Regions from separate parts of the Sus scrofa genome. Here region 1 is linked to region 2. Evidence: chromatin contacts called from public Hi-C data. All regions are on one chromosome and are shown on one strand. The core of a region is the stretch at or near the end of the contact, and the rest is flanking DNA. Distances in the headings are between cores, read along the strand shown. Region 1 has its middle 11 kb from the start of SLC45A1. Region 2 has its middle 37 kb from the start of ERRFI1.

The links. A called contact is a pair of places that touch in the nucleus more often than the background predicts.
Region 1: a Hi-C map of mesenteric adipose tissue shows a contact between it and region 2, with 1.7 times the contacts expected there. The contact joins two enhancer-like sites. A contact is called at or near these places in 2 of 47 Hi-C or Micro-C datasets (embryonic fibroblasts and mesenteric adipose tissue) and 2 of 2 datasets of contacts at active chromatin or transcription factors (alveolar macrophages and skeletal muscle).

Annotation. Positions count from the first base shown.
Region 1 is chr6:68,920,482-68,925,159 of Sscrofa11.1, forward strand. No RefSeq gene overlaps it. Among named protein-coding and RNA genes, the nearest start is that of SLC45A1, 11 kb to the right of the region's middle. Within about 2 kb of position 1,355, at least 31 of the 83 cell types and tissues checked have an H3K27ac peak or open chromatin away from gene starts, as enhancers often do. A contact at or near this core is called in mesenteric adipose tissue, where this site is marked.
Region 2 is chr6:68,717,480-68,721,730 of Sscrofa11.1, forward strand. No RefSeq gene overlaps it. Among named protein-coding and RNA genes, the nearest start is that of ERRFI1, 37 kb to the left of the region's middle. Within about 2 kb of position 1,547, at least 13 of the 83 cell types and tissues checked have an H3K27ac peak or open chromatin away from gene starts, as enhancers often do. A contact at or near this core is called in mesenteric adipose tissue, where this site is marked.

The DNA.
Region 1 (4,678 bases), core at 105-2,604, 200 kb after region 2:
TCTCATTATCTGCGGACGTCAGCAGGAGAACGAGGCACCTTGGGTCTGTTTGGGTTGAGAATCTGAAAATCATTGCCATCAAGGAACAGATAAGGGGTTCTAGAGGGAGAAGATTATTCGGAGATCTTCTGCTGGCCTCGCTTTTTTTTTTTTTCCCCATGGTCTCCTGCGGCATATGGAAATTCCCAGGCTGGGGGTCCAATTGGAGCTGAGGCTGCAGGTCTTTGCCACAGTCATGGCCACATCAGATCCAAGCTACATCTTCGACTGACGCCGCATCTTGTGGCCATGCCAAATCCATAACCCGCTGTGTGAGGCTGGGGATCAAACCTACATCCTCAGAGACTCCTTCGCGTTCTTTCCTGGCTGAGCCGCAATGGGAACTTCCAGCCTTGCTATTGAAAAGCCCAGGGACCTTGGGCAGGTTACTTCTCTCCAGGCCTGGTTTCCTCGTTTTTTGAGGTGCTGGGGCTGGGTGACATCATCTTGCAGAATCGGCCCACTTGGGACTTTGGGATACATAAGCTGAGCTGTCCGCAAGCCCCCAAGCCCTTGGTCGTGGGGGAAATACAATGAAAAACAGACCTGGAAGTAAGATTTTAAAGCCATTTTAAATGTTAAATCTGATACATTACACCTCTTGAAAAACAGGACCCCAAACTTTCAGTTCTCAGTTTTTCAACAAACAACCTCCAACACTGTTTATTTCCCAGGAAAGGATTCTTATAACAAGCTCTTGGAGTGAAGACACCACCAGAATTCCCTAGAGAGGCCAATTCCAGTTGTTTCCATCACAAAGAATCCTCTCTGCTCTCCCGCCCTAAAAGCTTTCACCTCAGGTCTTGAGAGTGTTTAGCAAAAGGCCTTGCCACCTTCACAGGCCTTTCTCACCAGCCTCTGGAATTTTCTCGGTCCACAAAGGAGACAGCAAATTGCTTGCTTTACAAACTTCTCCAGGGGTATTTTGGAGAAGATGCAGCAGGAGGCAGCCCAGGCTCACTGGTGAGACCCCAGCACGGACAGTCTTGGCCACTTTGAGACCCGAGCGGGGTCCCTCGCTGGGCGGGACACCTCCATCCTCTAGCTGACCAGGGACAGACCTCCAGGGCCCTGCGTTGGCTGCTTCCAAAATGTTGGCCCTCAAGGAAAGAATCTAATTTTATTTGAAAAAGACAACTTCTGCTGCCCAGGTGCCTCCTGAACGGCTAAGGCTGATCCACAGAGCTGCGATGAAAAATGAGTTAAATGGAGTTAAAAAAAAAAAAAAATCTCTTTACAAACTAGAACAACACGGGCTATGTTGAGGCCATTAGCGGAATTTCACTCAGCAGGAGCCACTGTTTTCATCAGAGAAAGGATTACAGGGGAGGCTTCCAAGAAACAGAAAACAAGTCCCAATTCAAGCTGGGTAAATAATGAGGTGTCTACTGGAGGCCAAAATGTTGGACCCAAGTGGAGCCGAAAATACAGTCGGGATGAATGCGCTAGAAGAGGCAGGTTCATTGAGGGAGAAAGCAAAGCCCTTTAATTGATACCAAATGACTCACAAACAGGGGCCCATCATGGTGAGAGGGCAGAGTGGAGATTTGTGGAGGTGGGAGGGTCCCAGCACGCCCTTGATGGTCAAGTTTAAATGAAGACAAAGCCCTTGGCATCCAAACCCCGACTGCGGATCCAGTGCTACAGTCAGCGAAGTCTGGAGAGCTGTAACTTCTGCTGGGCTCAAGTTCAACAGCACCTGACTGATGGTGTTGGGAAAATGAGAAGTCAGGAAACAATACTTTAAACGGTGTAAAAATTAGAATGGAGAGCCCCGAGTTACCCAGAAATCTTTCAATGCTACTGCCCTATAAATTATTGAAGGAGTTCCTTTCCTGGAGCACACGAACGATTGAATAGGATCCTTCCAAGCTCGTAATGACTTGGAAGATCTTTCTTTAGTCACAAGAAGTCTGGGGACGTGGTTCTAAATCACAGCTGGATATTAGAATGTCCCAGGAATTTTCTGAACAAGAGAAAAGACACTGTGTTTCACTCCCCATTGTCCCACAGAAAGAAGGCGGAGTGGGATGTTTTAACAGACGGTGCTGGGGTTTTTTTTGCTTAGGACTTTATTTTTATTTCAAAAGGAGCACAAGCTCATTGTAACCCCCCCCCAAAAAAAAAAAAAAAAAGGGCAGCAGTGGCTGAAGAGAAAGGTCAGTGTCACCTGCCCCACCCCACTACCACTGCCCCAGGGGTGGACAGGACTGCAGTTCAGGGTAGATCATTCCAGACCCTGTCTTTGCGTATACAAATGACACACACATACCCTTTTCCCCTCTACGCTTCTGGCTAGAAAATTAAGACCAGCATTTAAGCATTCCTTTCTCTTGAGCTGTTTTGATAGCTTAGTGCTAGTTTGAAACATGAGCTAAACCAGAAGGCATTGTCTCAGGAAAGCAAACTGCTAAATGCCAGGGGCTGGAGTCAGAGCCACATTTTAACATTTTTAACCCATACTGGTTGAGGTGATCGTGGTTAAAGAACTAGGACCCTAATCTTATAGCTCCAAGCTTTTTCTTTTTTATTGAAGTATAGGTGGTTGTTGTGGTTTGGGGGATTTTTGTTTGTTTGTTCTTTGTCTTTTTAGGGCCACTCCTGTGGTTTATGGAGGTTCCCAGGCTAGGGGTCCAAGCAGAAATATAGCCACCGGCCTACACCAGAGCCACAGCAACTCGGGATCTGAGCCACATCTGCGACCTAACTACAGCTCACAGCAATGCCGGATCCTTAACCCACTGAACCAGGCCAGGGATCAAACCTGTGTCCTCACAGATGCTAGTCAGATTCATGTCCACTGAGCCACGACGGAACTCCTATCAACGTAGAGTTCATGTCCAATGTCGTGTTAGTTTCCAGTGTACAGCAAAGGGATCGGGGCGCTTTTTTCCACGACAGGTTAGTACACGGTATGAACTAGAGTTTCCTTGTTCTGTGGTAGGTACTTGTCGTTTGCCTGTTGCACAGAGAGTAGTGTATGTGTGCTAAGCCCAGACTCCTCATTTGTCCCCAGCTACTCACCCACTCCACTCTTATGTGGGTGGGATTTGATAGCTCCCGCAGTCACGGGAAGGAAATGTCAAGAATATTTAGGAGCCTGTGCAGACCTCAGACGTAAGTTTTTAACGCACTTCTGTAGGGAGGGTCTCTGAGCCCAAAGGTGGTTGTTTCAGGTCTGATCAAGCTTTGATGATCTTTGAGAGAAACCTGAAAGGCAACAGGGTTCGGCAATTTCATTTAAAACTAAAAAGACACAAGCGACAAACCCTAACCCTCACCATCCAAAACTCCCGGGAGCTTGGTTTCTCAAAGCGCGGTTTCGGTTCTGTCTGCCCAGAAGCACCGGGATATTTGTTAAACTAGTCCCCCCAGAGGTATGGAATCAGAATCTCTGGGAGAAAAATAGCAAGCCTTTTTTTTTTTTTTTTTTTTTGGCTTTTTAGAGCCACACTTGCTGCATTTGGAAGTTCCCAGGCTAGGGGTCGAAGCGGAGCTACAGCTGCCAGCCTACACCACAGCTACAGCCATGCGGGATCCGAGCCATGTCTGCGACCTACACCACAGCTCATAGCAAGGCCAGATCCTTCACCCACTGAGGGAGGCCAGGGATCAAACTGGCAACCTCATGGCTCCTAGTCGGGATCATTAACCACTGAGCCATGAAGGGAACTCCCAGAATTTTTTTTTTTTTTTTTATGGCTGCACTCATGGCACATGGAAGCCCCTGAGCCAGGGGTTGGATCCGAGCTGCAGCTTGGACCCAAGTCACAGCTGCAGCAACTCCAGATCCTTTGACCCCACTGAATTGGGCCAGGGATTGACCCAAGCCTCCACAGCAATCTGAGCCAGTGCAGTGAGATTCCACCCCCGCTTTTACAGCCGAACCTGTGGCATATGGAAGCTCCCAGGGCTTGGGGTCAAATCAGAGCTGCAGCTTCGGGCCTATGCCACAGCCACAGCAATGGATCCCAGCCACCTCTGCAAACTATGCCGCAGTTTGCAGCAACGCCAGATCTTTAACCCACTGAACGAGGCCAGGGATCGAACCGGCATCCTCACAGACACTATGTAGTGTTCTTAACCCACTGTGCTGCTGTGGGAACTCCAATAATAAGCATTTTTAAAAGCACCTCAATTGGTCTTTAGCTACACCAAGGCGTGAGAAACACCCACGAGAACAAAAGAAAAGAAGAAAGAAGCCCTGCCTCTGTTCCCTGGGGGTTATTTCAGGCCACCCTATGACAAGAAAAACATCAAGGCCCAAAGATGGCACAGGGACCCAAAGGGGCTCCTATCCCTGGCCAGCCACCATGTGCAGGCAGAAATGAAATGCAGAGGCAAGTCCTCGTAAGGCGAGGCGTGAGACTTTCTGAAGCCAGAACAAGGAGAAAGAAAGAGCAGCATTCACAGCAACATGGATGGACCTAGAAATTACCATGCTAAGTAAGGTCAGTCAGCGAGACGCCAACGTCATACACTGTCACTGACAAGTGGACTCTAAAAAAGGACACAACGAATGTCTTTGCAGAACAGATACCGCCTCACAGACTTTGAAAAACGTCTGGTTTCCAAGGAGACAGGGTGGGGTGGAGGATGGGCTGGGGGCATGGGATGGAAAAACTGCAAAATTGAGTTG
Region 2 (4,251 bases), core at 297-2,796:
TATGGTCTACATGGGAAGAATGGGTAAAGCATCCTGTGTGGAAGCGCCCAGAAAGTGACTGAATGTGACCCTCAATTCAAAAAAGACAGAAAGAAAGACAAATATATAACTTTGCAGTCATTGGTGGTCCTGGTTATTCCCTCCTGCAGGGCTCTTATTACGTCCTGTTTGATGCGCAGGAAGGGATGTTATGCAAACATATCTAGAAAGTGGTTCGGTGTGAGGATTTTCAGAGATCGGCACATCTTTTAAATTCAAACAGTCTTCATGGAATTTGAAGGTAGAATTCTGGGGACCTGCTGGAGGGAGGGAAGGGGTTAAACATGATAGGAAGTTGCTGGGACAGGCCTCTGGGCTGACTTGTCATTAGGAAATCTGGTCTTTCAGGTTGGGCTGGGCTTTGGGAATGGCTGCTCCTTTGTTCAAGAGGAAAAAAAAAAAAAAAGTGCTTGGATCTGGCTGCAAGGTCTGACGGGACTTGTAGAAAAGGAATTCTAGTGCTTTCTAGCATCAGAAAGTGAGGCCAGGGCCCTGTAGTAGCTTGAAGGGACTTTACCCCATAAATCCAAGCCTGAATAATAACAGCCTGTAAGGCTTTAGCAGCACAGCCCTGCATACCGGCAGAAAACTGGGAGATGCAGTGATCTGGTCCCCAAAGCTGAGTCTTTCTCGCCTCACAACTGGCGGGTCCCTTCACATTGACTGTGAGAGTATCATGACCTTGAAGTGGCCATTACTTATTTCAGGTGATCTTGTTTTTCTGCTTTTCATCGTTGGCCCCTCATTTATCTTTCTCTGATGGCCAGCGTCTGTCTGTGGATTCCTTCCTGCCACATTTTTTTGTCGGGTTGCTTCATTTAACTTGTGACTAATGAGTTTAATAAAAACAACATGTACTCCTGGAGTTAAGGAGTACAGCTTGTTCTGGGCCTGATAAAAAGGAGTAAATTGTACTATTCATTCCTGTCATTCTTTCTCCCTCCCTTTCCTTCAAATTTATCATCCAGCGTCACGTTGGGAAGTTTAATGAATCGTAGTGAGCCCTGGGTATGTTTATTTTGAGTTAAATTGATTGGTTCTTTCAGGAATTTACCTACCAAGCACTAACTTATCTTCTGGGCATTTGCGAATGATTCTGGAACTGTGCTTACCTGCCAGCTCACAGGCTTAAGCCCCCCTGGTCTGCACATGGTGCCGGAAGGCAGAAAAGAGGTGGCGGGAAATGGGTCAGGAAGGAGAGAATGTGAACCACTATGTATATTTGGAGTCTAAATGGCCAGTTCCATTTGGTATTTCTGCAGTAGCTGCTGTGATTTCTACTTTTTCATTTCTTATTTCATTTATTCGGGTTTTTCTGCTCCTCTTCTTGGGGAGTCTGGCCAGTTTTGTCAGTTCGGTTCACCTTTTCAAAGAGCCAGCTCTTGGTCTTATTCCCAATTCCATCTGGGATTGGAGGAAAAGAGGGGTAGACCAGAAGTCTAGAAAGTCAGGTGCTGGATCGAACTCTTTGCTTGGTTGTGAGAAATTTGCACAATGTCATCGAATCCCTTGAGTTCCTGTTTTCTTTACTTACAAAATAGTAGTTATAACATCCGTGAGGCCTCTTTCCCTGGGACGGTTGTAGGAATCAAATGAGATAGAGTACGTAAAGTCACTTTGGAACAATCACTTTCTAAAGCTCTTTCTAAAAGTAAGGCATGATTGTTATCTTGGAAAGAAAATAGGAGAGAGACAGGGAAGTGCTTCCCAATTGCGAATTCATGTAAATTTTTTTTTTTTTTGCTTTTTAGAGCCACACCCACACCACATAGAGGTTCCCAGGCTAGGGGTCTGATCAGAGCTACAGCTGCCGGCCTACACCACAGACACAGGAACACAGGGGCCTCTGAGACCTACAGTACATCTCACGGAAAGGCCAGATCCTTAACCCACTGAGTGAGAGGCCAGGGATCGAACCCACAACCTCATGGTTCCTAGTCAGATTCGTTTCCGCTGTGCCACGATGGGAACTCCAGGGAATTCATTTTAGAGCAAGGTTTTAGGGGTTCCTGAGAAGAACCCTCCTTGGGTAGCTTAGGTGATCATTCCTCGAGAAAATTTCCCCTGAGCCTGCCCCTTCCCACGCCCAGGTCTGTGCCCTGGTCGCCCTGTACTCTGTGCCCTTCAGTCTTGTGCAGACAGTGTCAGCATTGTCCATTTACAGGGCTGTAAGTCCCTCGAGGTCAGGAGACGGCTTAACCCATCATGACACGACCACTGGCTTGTGCATATAGGGGACACTTCATAAATAAGTGGAGTTATTTCTCATAAATAAAATCCTGAAGCAGACATGAAATCTGACAGGGTCCCTCATCAAAGGACTCTGATGGACACAGCACTATATGGAAAACTCAGCAGATCAAAACCAGACTCAGGATCCAAAAGTCTAAGTTGAAGTCCTAGCATGATCATATCTTTGCTGTGCTACCTTGGGAAAGTGACTTAACCTCTCTGAGCTTCAACGTCCTCCTTTGTAAAATGGGATAAAACACCTTCCTGGGCTATATCTTTAATACCATTTGGAAGCCATTTTTGTTCTCTGTTAATGACACACTGAATCTGGCAAATGCTCTAAAAAATTTGTTTTGATTACTCTTGCAAAATAAATAAGATACTATTAAAACACTTTGCCATATGTTTCTAAAATAATACATAAAATTGTAATAATAGAAGCTTTTAAAATGTATTATTATTATTTTTTCTTTTTTTTAGAACCACACCTGCAGCATAGGGAAGTTCCCAGGCTAGGGGTTGAAACAGAGCTGTAGCCGCCAGCCTACACCACAGCCACAGTAACGTGGGATCCAAGCCACGTCTACAACCACAGCTCATAGCAACGCCAGATCCTTAACCCACTGAGCAAGGTCAGGGATCGAACTGGCGTCCTCATGGATCCTAGTCAGATTCATTTCCGCTGAGCCACGATGGGAACTCCCATGTATTATTATTATTATTATTACCTGGGCCACGGCATGCAGCCGCTTGATGTGGGATCTCAGTTCCCAGTTCAGGGATTGGATGCAGGCAGCAGCAGTGAAAGTGTAGAATCCTAACTACTAGACCATCAGGGAACTCCCAATAGAACCATTTTTATTTAGCTCGTCTACAACTCTGGCCTCTCTTGTTCAGGTTGTTGGGTGCTTTGAATCATGAACGTTTCAGAAAGGCAGAGTACCTGAGTAGGAATGATGTTTTCGTTCATTGGTTTTTTTGACCACGGTGTGCAGTGGCTCGACGTGGCACCTCAGGTCCCAGACCAGGGACTGAACCCAGGCAGCAGCAGTGAAAACACCGAATCCTAACTGCTAGACCACCAGGGAGCTCCCAAAGCTGATGGTTTTGTGTCAACCCATACTGCCTTCCTGCTACTGCTTCCATAACCACTAGCTCGTGCAAGCCTCTCTCAGCTCTGGCTGCCTAGATTATCTCCCCACATATGCATTCTTGTCTGTCCACAACTCATTTTTCATCTTATAGAGCAAATGGTAAAAACTTGCACATCTGATCCTATCACTCCGGACGTCAAGCCTGACTTCTCACTGCCCGGAAATAAAGTCCAGGAGCCTCCTGGAGCTCTTCCTCCACATTCTGTCTCTATCTCTGTCTCTGCACTGCATTGTTCTCCAATGACCTGGCCCCAGTTCTCACAACCCAGTCCTCGTCCGGCTCTTTCCTCTGCCTGGACTATCGTCTCCTCTCTCGGCATCTGGCTAATTGTACTGTCAACTGGGTCTCAATTTTCTTTCTTTTTTTTTTTTTTAGTGAGGTATAGTTGATTTACAACGTTGTGTTAATTTCTGCTGTACAGCCAATTGATTCCATTTTATGTATAGATATATGTATTCTTTTTTATACTCTTTTCCATGATGGTTTATCACAGTGTGTTGAATACAATCCTCTGTGCTGTGCAGTAGGATTTTGTTGTTTATCCATTCTTTTTTTTTTTTTTTTTCCATTTCTTGGGCCGCTTCCGAGGAATATAGAGGTTCCCAGGCTAGGGGTCTAATCGGAGCTGTAGCTGCCAGCCTACGCCAGAGCCACAGCAACGCAGGATCCGAGCCGAGTCTGCAATCTACACCACAGATCACGGCCACCCCAGATCCTTAACCCACTGAGCGAGGCCAGGGATTGAACCCAAAACCTCATGGTTCCTAGTCGGATTCGTTAACCACTGCGCCACACGGGAACTCCTGTTTATCCATTCTATATGCA